2 separate regions of the Mus musculus genome follow, and region 1 is linked to region 2. A link is a contact called in public HiChIP or PLAC-seq data. All regions are on one chromosome and are shown on one strand. The core of a region is the stretch at or near the end of the contact, and the rest is flanking DNA. Distances in the headings are between cores, read along the strand shown.

Region 1 (3,948 bases), core at 1,159-3,658, 390 kb after region 2:
CTGGGCCTGTCCTAGCAGCTTGTACAAATGTAAACACAGGCACTACAACTGTGGCTCACTGTGGAGGGCGGGGCTAGGGGCCAGGGTCCAAGACACGCCCAGAAATGCTCTCCCTCCCTTCGGGTTGCTCCTCCCACAGCCTGCTTGTTTCCAGAGCTTTACAGTGGAGCCACAAAACAGGAGGGTTCTATGGGGGTAAAAATCCGCCTGTTCTGGGCTGTGGCAATTTGCAAGTCCGTGGTATTCGTCCCTTTAACAACTTCCTGCAATGACATTTCTGTCAGGATGATGGGCAAATATGTGGTCAAGGCTTTAAATGCCAGATCCACACAGTTCATTGTTTTTACTAGCTCGCCTCCAGGAGTGGACCTTGATACCCACAAGAAGAATTTAATTAATTAGGCTGTGCTATGTATCTGAGTGCTTTTCCACATTTCTCTATTGTCTCATTTGCAACAAAGGTGCAAATCGCGGCCTTTGACATTTCCGCTGGAAGGAGCTCTCTCAGAGAACTTCATGAAACCAACCTCACCACTCTGGAACCGTGCAAGGAAAACCAGTGTTTTAAAACCATGGTAGACTTGAACACGTACTTCCCTTGCATGACATGAAACACAGAGACAACATACTTACATGGTTCAGGCCAATGAGAACAAATTCCTATCTGTCAAAACCACACAGGCAAACAAGAAGAGCCAGCCCACAAGTTGTCTTTAGTGTGACCGGAGGAACAACAGTATTTTACTCTAGTCTGTATAGTAAAAGTTACTCTTAAAACTCAGTATCACCAGACACTATGGTTTGGACATTGCTGTCTCTGGTCCTTTAAAGAAGGCTAAGGAAAGGTTCTCCATTCTCTTTTAGAAAAGATGAGATAATATTGGATTGCATGGATATCTGCTTAGACACATAGCCACTTTCTGAAAAGAAGAGAAGAGAAGAAAAGAAAGAGGGTATCAGGTTATGTCTTCTTGTGGGAAGTGCTCGTGTCCCACTTTCTGTGGCTTCGGCTGGGCTCTAGTCCCAGGATGCTCTCTCCATATCCGGGCCTCTTGCTCATGCGCTCCCCAGTTCTTTCTTGTCCATAGTGAGAGACTCAGGGCTGGATCCATCCACAGGGAGCTTTGATGAGAGGCAGGTTTTACATCTTTGAGAATGTCTGCTAGGATTGTTTTGGAACCTGTTGAAGAATGAGGCGAAACAACAAAACAGAGCCACAAGGTAAAAGACGGGAGCCAGAACACACAGGGTGAGCATCCAGTCTTGAGACTACATTTAAAGTCCCAGATCCGCATGCGGCTAAATTCAACTTGTTTCTGGCGTTTGCGCCTAACCCGTAGCAGCCATTTCTTTGTCGCAGGCAGTTTTAGTTGGGTCTGTTTCATTTATAGCCGCTCAGTCTGATTACTAGCCCGGGTGATAGATAGAGCACCTTCTCATTTAAGTTTCACAAAACTCCTTTTACAGAACGGAAGCAGGTTAAGAAAGGGGCAGGCACATGCATGAAGGTCCTTCTAGGAAGAGCAGCAGATCTAGGTCTCAAACTCATTTATGCTTTATTCTAAAATTCCAGGCTCAGCCTACGGGAGTCAGCTAAGCCAGGCCGTTCAGTAACAGCCAGCAGCTTGCATAGCTTGAAGGGTAATTCATTAATTCTTCGAGTGTTTCTCGAAATGCGTTTTGATCTTATTTGCCTGGTCTCCTATCTCTTTTCAGACCAGTCCTCAATTCCCTACCCACGGACACTTTTTTTTTTTTTTTTAATTTTATCTATCAGGACCAATTTGTGCTGTCCAAATAGTCTTGGATATCTGGAGAGTAGCCACTGGAGAGTGGACTACTTTAGGGGGCGGGGTTGGGGGGGGGGAGGGCGCTACATTCTTAAAGAAAAGGACTCTGTTTTCAGGTTTCAACAGCAGTTGACAGACAGTTGCACTGCTGGTCCCAAATGGTTTATTACTAAGCATACTCAGTCTTAGGGGCGGAGTCCTCTCTGCCCCTTCTTCCCCAGCAGGCGCCTTCTCTCCTCTTTCTGGTCTACATTCTGAGTAGCAGGCATTTTAAACAGAAGTTTCCTCAGTAGCTTTTGCCTCCTCAGGATACCTGTCATCTACGGAGGAGGAAACTCCATCGTTAGTACCAATCGTTAGGCTGGGGACTCCACAGATCAGGCTTGGGGACAAGAGTGTGGTCTATAAACCCGATTGAAGAGGTTTTTATTTTCCATGATAAAGTGCAAACAAGGAGACATTAGCTTGACCCCGTTCCCTCCCTGGGTGTGTGCAAGTTTTATAGAGCACAGAGTTCTGTCTTGAAAATGGAAGAGAAGAAGGTAAACACTAGCCTGGGAACTGAGGTGCTGGCTCCAGCTGGGAGGTCAGCTGTGCACCCATGACACCCGAAAGCTGTGATGTGGTAGATAACAACCCCCCACTGCCTGCCACAGCTGAGCTCCTCCCAAGAAGGTGCAGCTCAGCTCCGTGAGACCCAGGAAATGGGTCACTCAGCCACCTTCTTTGTCCCTCTCAGCCTCTTGTTGAAATCCTTGGGGGATGTTTTTGAGAGAGTAAGACGTTCCTTGGAGTTTTGTGAATTGCAAAATGTTCAAAAACAGACAAAGGAAAAGTCACAAGCTTTTTGCATAGAAGGCAGCTGCTTTGTGGACCTGTGGGGTTAGGTAAAGAGATGAGGGGAGACTGGGGCCAGGTGTGCAAACAGTCCAGTCCTCAAAAGCAGTAAATGTAAGTGAAGTGACGGACCTCCCCAGATACTGAGATTTCTGAGAGCTGACTGTCCTCTTCAAAGGGCGAAGCTGAGCAGCCTGGGAATGGCTTTTAGGCTATACATTCATAAGCTTTTCAATGAGCTCTGTCGACAGTGTATCTCTTCCAAGGATATATACCCTTGATAAGGAGTAAAATCTTGCTCCCACTCTCAGGGAGCCAAATCTAATATTAGTTCCTTGTGTCTGAGATCTGGAATGGGTAGGGAGATTAAGAATGATTTCTGTAGGTCTCGTAAAACCAAAGCATTCACTTTTTTTTTTCTTCAATGAGTTGCAAAAGTCCCTCTATTTTGCTACCTAGGAGCCAGCACTCGCTGCTTTCTCAGAGGGCGTGAGTTTCAGTTCTAGCATCCTTACAACCAACCAGGCAGGTGACCTGTCCTCTCTCCAGAAGCATCTTTGGCTCTTAGGGTGTGTAGGCATGTCTCCAAGGCAGGTCAGTTCTCACCCATAGAGAGGGGTATGATATAGCAAGTGGAGAGTAGATTCTTAGGATAGAAATAAGTCTGGGTAGACGTGGTCCACACTGAGGCATCAGCACTAAGTCCTAGCAGATGCTTAAAAAAAAAAAAAAGATTCTGGAGATGTTTGTCGAAGTCTTGAAGACTGAGTTGTTCAAAGAAGAGAACTGCAAAGGCCACTGTAGACCCTTCATATTAAAAACAAAAACAAAATAACTGTCTGTTCAGGTACCCACCATATGTATATGGTAGTGTTCAAGATTCAAAGCTCTGTAAAAGCCCATAGTTTCTTTCAGAGATGAAACAGAAAAAAAAATGCAAATATAGATACTTAAACACACCACACATGCAGGTAGTGCATAGTCTCCTCTTTTTACCAGACAGGTCAATCCAATGCCTATTTACTCTGAGTCATTTAACTAACAATGATGTATGGGGCAAAGCCAATACTTTTCAGACATGGTGCCAGGCATGGAACAAATAATCAGAGCACATCGTTTGTCTTGGAGATGGTCTTGACTTCATAAACACACAAGGGAGGAAATGACCAGCTCTCTCCAGATAGAAGATGTGCCAGGAAATCTTCCCAGAGAAGGTGGAACCTGTGCAGGGGGCATAGAGGTGGTGGTGGTAGTCGTCATGAGATCGTCTTTGTAGAACAGGGCACTAGCTTGACCTAAGGCTCCTTCAGGCCTGCTGCAT
Region 2 (3,529 bases), core at 31-2,530:
CTGCTCATTCCCTTCTGTTTAAAGGAATAGCTCCATTATCAGAAAACAATAATTCAACTCTTATGAAATCCCATCCATGGACATGTTAAAGAGATGTGGAAAGGGCTTTGTTCAAGTTACACACACATTTTTACCTGCCCGCTATCACTTTAAAACTTGGATGGATCTTCATTTAAAGAAAAGGGAAGTCCTGATAAAAATGGTAGTGTGCAGTGCCTCTTAAAACACTAGCACTTCAGGACCTTGTCACTGGCTTATCTGAGGGACAAAGAGCTGGTGCAGACTCTTTAGAAGGGGCTATAAGCTTTCTGGTTCTCCACAGACCCTTCCAGTCCTCAGCCTGTTCCCTACCAGGCAGCACTCTGGATATCTGTTTTTGACTCAGTTCACAGAAGTCTGTCAAAGCTCAGGTTCCTTTGTCTCTTCCGTATCCCACACAGGAGATTCAGCATGTGCCAAAGAGCTGCCTTTGACCTGAACGCTCATGCCATCCCTTCACGTCTCTGGTATTGGAAAGGTTATCAGGTTCCTCTCTGAATTCTACTCCAGCTCCTTTCCCCCACCCCAGAGGCTTTGTTCTGTGCTTTTGCTTTAAGAATGAAGACAAAGCCTGACGATACATCTATTCTCCTAAGACTCTAGTTCCTCAAGGCTGAGTGCCAGCTCCCTGATTTGTTTCCCGTCCAGAGCTGCGAATACAGAGACCGCCAACAGGGCAAGGCCATTTTGCTAATGACCTTCGTAGGGCTGACTGCACAGCCAGTCAACAGCAGATCTGAAAATAGAACTCAGGACTTTCAAATCATTGTTCTGCTTGCTGGGCTGTATTTCCTCCCATAAGGGCCTGGTTAAGCAACGTCCTGTTTTGCACAAGCAGAAGTCACAATACACATATGAGAAACTGGACTGGACACAAGGATCACAAGACCGCACCCACCCTTAGGAAAGATGGCTCTGTAGCATGAAGCAGTGCGATTTGTTTCTAGTCCTGCCGGTTTGGGTTGCAAGCGGGCTCACAGCTGGTCAAATCATTGACTTTGCAGTATGTGGTGTTTTAGGAATTTTCAGAGTGCCAAGTGTCAGGTATTTGCCTGACAACACACCAAAAAGACATTTATGCAAGTGACAGAACAGTGTCGTAAGGTGGCCACCAGCTTGGGAATCACTGTGTTTGTGGTGCAAGTGCCATGGGAGAACCAGAAGCTTGGTGGCAGATCATTCTTTTAGGGTATTCCTTGTGGCCTGTAGAGGGCAGATTGAAATCGCAGAGATGCCCCTAGGCACTGTAGTCATCCTGGACTTGGAGGCTGAGGCAAGAGGACCTCGTGATCAAGACCAGGCAGTTCCTTTATTACCTCGAGCTGCCTTAAGGGAAGGAAATGGGGTGGGGGTGGGGGACGACGAAACAGAACAAAACAAACAAACAAAATGACTGGAATTGTCAAAAGTCAATCAATAAGGGAGTTTTATTTGGGAGCTGACAGCAGGATTACGTACAGTCCAGAACACAGGTATACAGGTGGCCACTTGCATGTCCTGAGAACAAAGGAAAGCCTGGGGGGTTTTAGCAAGCAGAGAAATCTACACATGAACATACCTGGTCCTTCTCACTGCCTGTGGGAATGGCAAGGTCTGATGGATGGGTGGGGCAGTGGGTAAAGCTAGTTTGAAGATTGTAGTTGGCAGTTACGCTGTTAGCTACTAAATAAATCAAGTCTTGAACATGCCCAGGGTGTTCCTTTGGACTGTTTCTGGAAGATTGGATCTGGAGCAGGCATGTATTGGTATGATTTCCCTTCCTTGCCTCCAGCCCCCGCCCCCCTCCACCTTAGTGGGGTGTGGTAGGAATGCTTACAGAAGGTTGGGGGGTGGTTTACACTTCCTGATGTTCCTTCAAATTGTTGAGACCTCTCTGTTCCATGCTAGCCCACGTAGAGGGCTTGCTAGCCCTTCAGTGATCTTCAGTGTGTTCTTGGAGAGCAGAGCCTGAGGATGCTAGCTGTTTTTGCCTCTCAGTCAAGCTCCTGGCCGCTCCGCAGGACATAACAGAGTGGATTCCAGGACCCTGAACTAGCTGTAGTACGTGAGCCCTGGATCTATGTCTCACACCTGCCAGACTTGAATCGAATGGCTTTGTGTCTTTGCGTCTGTTTGTTAGTCTGTAAGACAGGCGCGGCAACAGCTGGTAAGACCTCGGAGTCATTATGAAATTGAAATGAGTTGTTATTCATGGATTGCTTCAAAAGATTCTAGACAAAGATAATAGGTTTAGTTGTAGGCAATCAATAAACGACCTAGCAACGGGAAACAACTGCAGTTAGCTATGTGGAACAGGCCGAACACACCACAGGACCCTCCTTCCTTCTCTCCTTCTTTAGAGAAGCCTGCTTTATAGTTCAAAAGTGGGCCCTTGAGATCTCATTCCTCATTGCTCCATACTACAGATAGAGCAACTGAGGCACAGGGAAATTAGGTGATTTATTTATGTTTACCCACCAGGCACGTGACAGGATGGAAGGACAGGGCACTGTATGTACTGATGTCACTCACGGTTTTGCCATCGTTGTGCCAGTTTGGTATTTATTTCCTAGGAAAAAACCATAGAGGAAGCTGCTTGTGATGTTCTTCAGATGCTTAGATAGAATCGTTTACAGACACTTTGGAAGCAGCAAAACATGCAGAAGTACCCATGGGCGGTGATGGCAATGACTAATGCACACATGAGGACTCTTACTGCAGCCTCACTTAGCATATCAAACGGCGTTAAAAATAATAATTAGCCTTGGGAACCCAGAACAAGAACACCCAGTCATTTTGACACACCTAACTGCAATTTGATCTGTGTGTGTGTGTGTGTGTTTCACCTACTCATAGCGGCAGCTGTTCAAGAAACGAACAAAAGACTGTGTGGAAAATGGCAGCGTCAGGAGGTTGTGCTTTCTTTGTTAAAACATGGGAGATGGTGTGTGTGTGTGTGTGTGTGTAATTATTTCCTTGAATGTGTACATGTATACATACATATATATTTTACAGATTTTTACATGTCCTTCAATAGCTTCCTTAGCCATAACTATAAATAGAAATGATGAATGACATTTTTTTTTCTTTCTCAAACCTCAGTTGCTATAACCTAATGTCATGGAAAGCAAATCAAACTGGAGGCTGGGAAATGGAGAATCCGGCCCTTGCTTCTCCATCAAGTACATCTTTGGAAGAGGCCTGGGGAGTTTCTCAGTCTATCAGGGCCACCAATGTTTCAGTCTGAAAACACTACTTTAGTTTGTCATTACCTATACAAGTCCTAATATCTTTTATGTCCTTTCCAAGGAACTTTTATAATAATAAAGAATTTATTTCTGACAGGGGAGGGGAAACATACATCTCAAATTCTAAATCCAGACCTTCACAGTTAACAATGTGCATTAAATTTAGTAGGCTTGTTTTCTTTGTTGTTGTTGTTTTGTTTTGTTTTGTTTTTTTGCTTTCCCTCTGTCCTCCTGGTCTGATTTATCCCTGTAGAACTAACTGT

Evidence for each region. HiChIP or PLAC-seq counts read pairs in DNA pulled down with a chosen protein or histone mark.
Region 1: a contact with region 2 is called in an H3K27ac HiChIP or PLAC-seq map of bone marrow-derived dendritic cells, with 4 times the contacts expected there. The contact joins two enhancer-like sites. A contact is called at or near these places in 1 of 15 datasets of contacts at CTCF or cohesin (pro-B cells), 5 of 484 Hi-C or Micro-C datasets (B cells, CD4 T cells, cortical neurons and 2 more) and 3 of 115 datasets of contacts at active chromatin or transcription factors (bone marrow-derived dendritic cells, microglia and pancreatic cancer cells).

What each region holds. Positions count from the first base shown.
Region 1 is chr10:96,722,628-96,726,575 of GRCm38.p6, forward strand. All of the region lies in intron 2 of Gm33897 (a long non-coding RNA gene), which reads left to right. Among named protein-coding and RNA genes, the nearest start is that of Gm33897, 8.8 kb to the left of the region's middle. Within about 2 kb of position 2,409, at least 77 of the 459 cell types and tissues checked have an H3K27ac peak or open chromatin away from gene starts, as enhancers often do.
Region 2 is chr10:96,332,176-96,335,704 of GRCm38.p6, forward strand. All of the region lies in intron 2 of Gm33782 (a long non-coding RNA gene), which reads left to right. Among named protein-coding and RNA genes, the nearest start is that of Gm33782, 25 kb to the left of the region's middle. Within about 2 kb of position 1,281, at least 117 of the 459 cell types and tissues checked have an H3K27ac peak or open chromatin away from gene starts, as enhancers often do.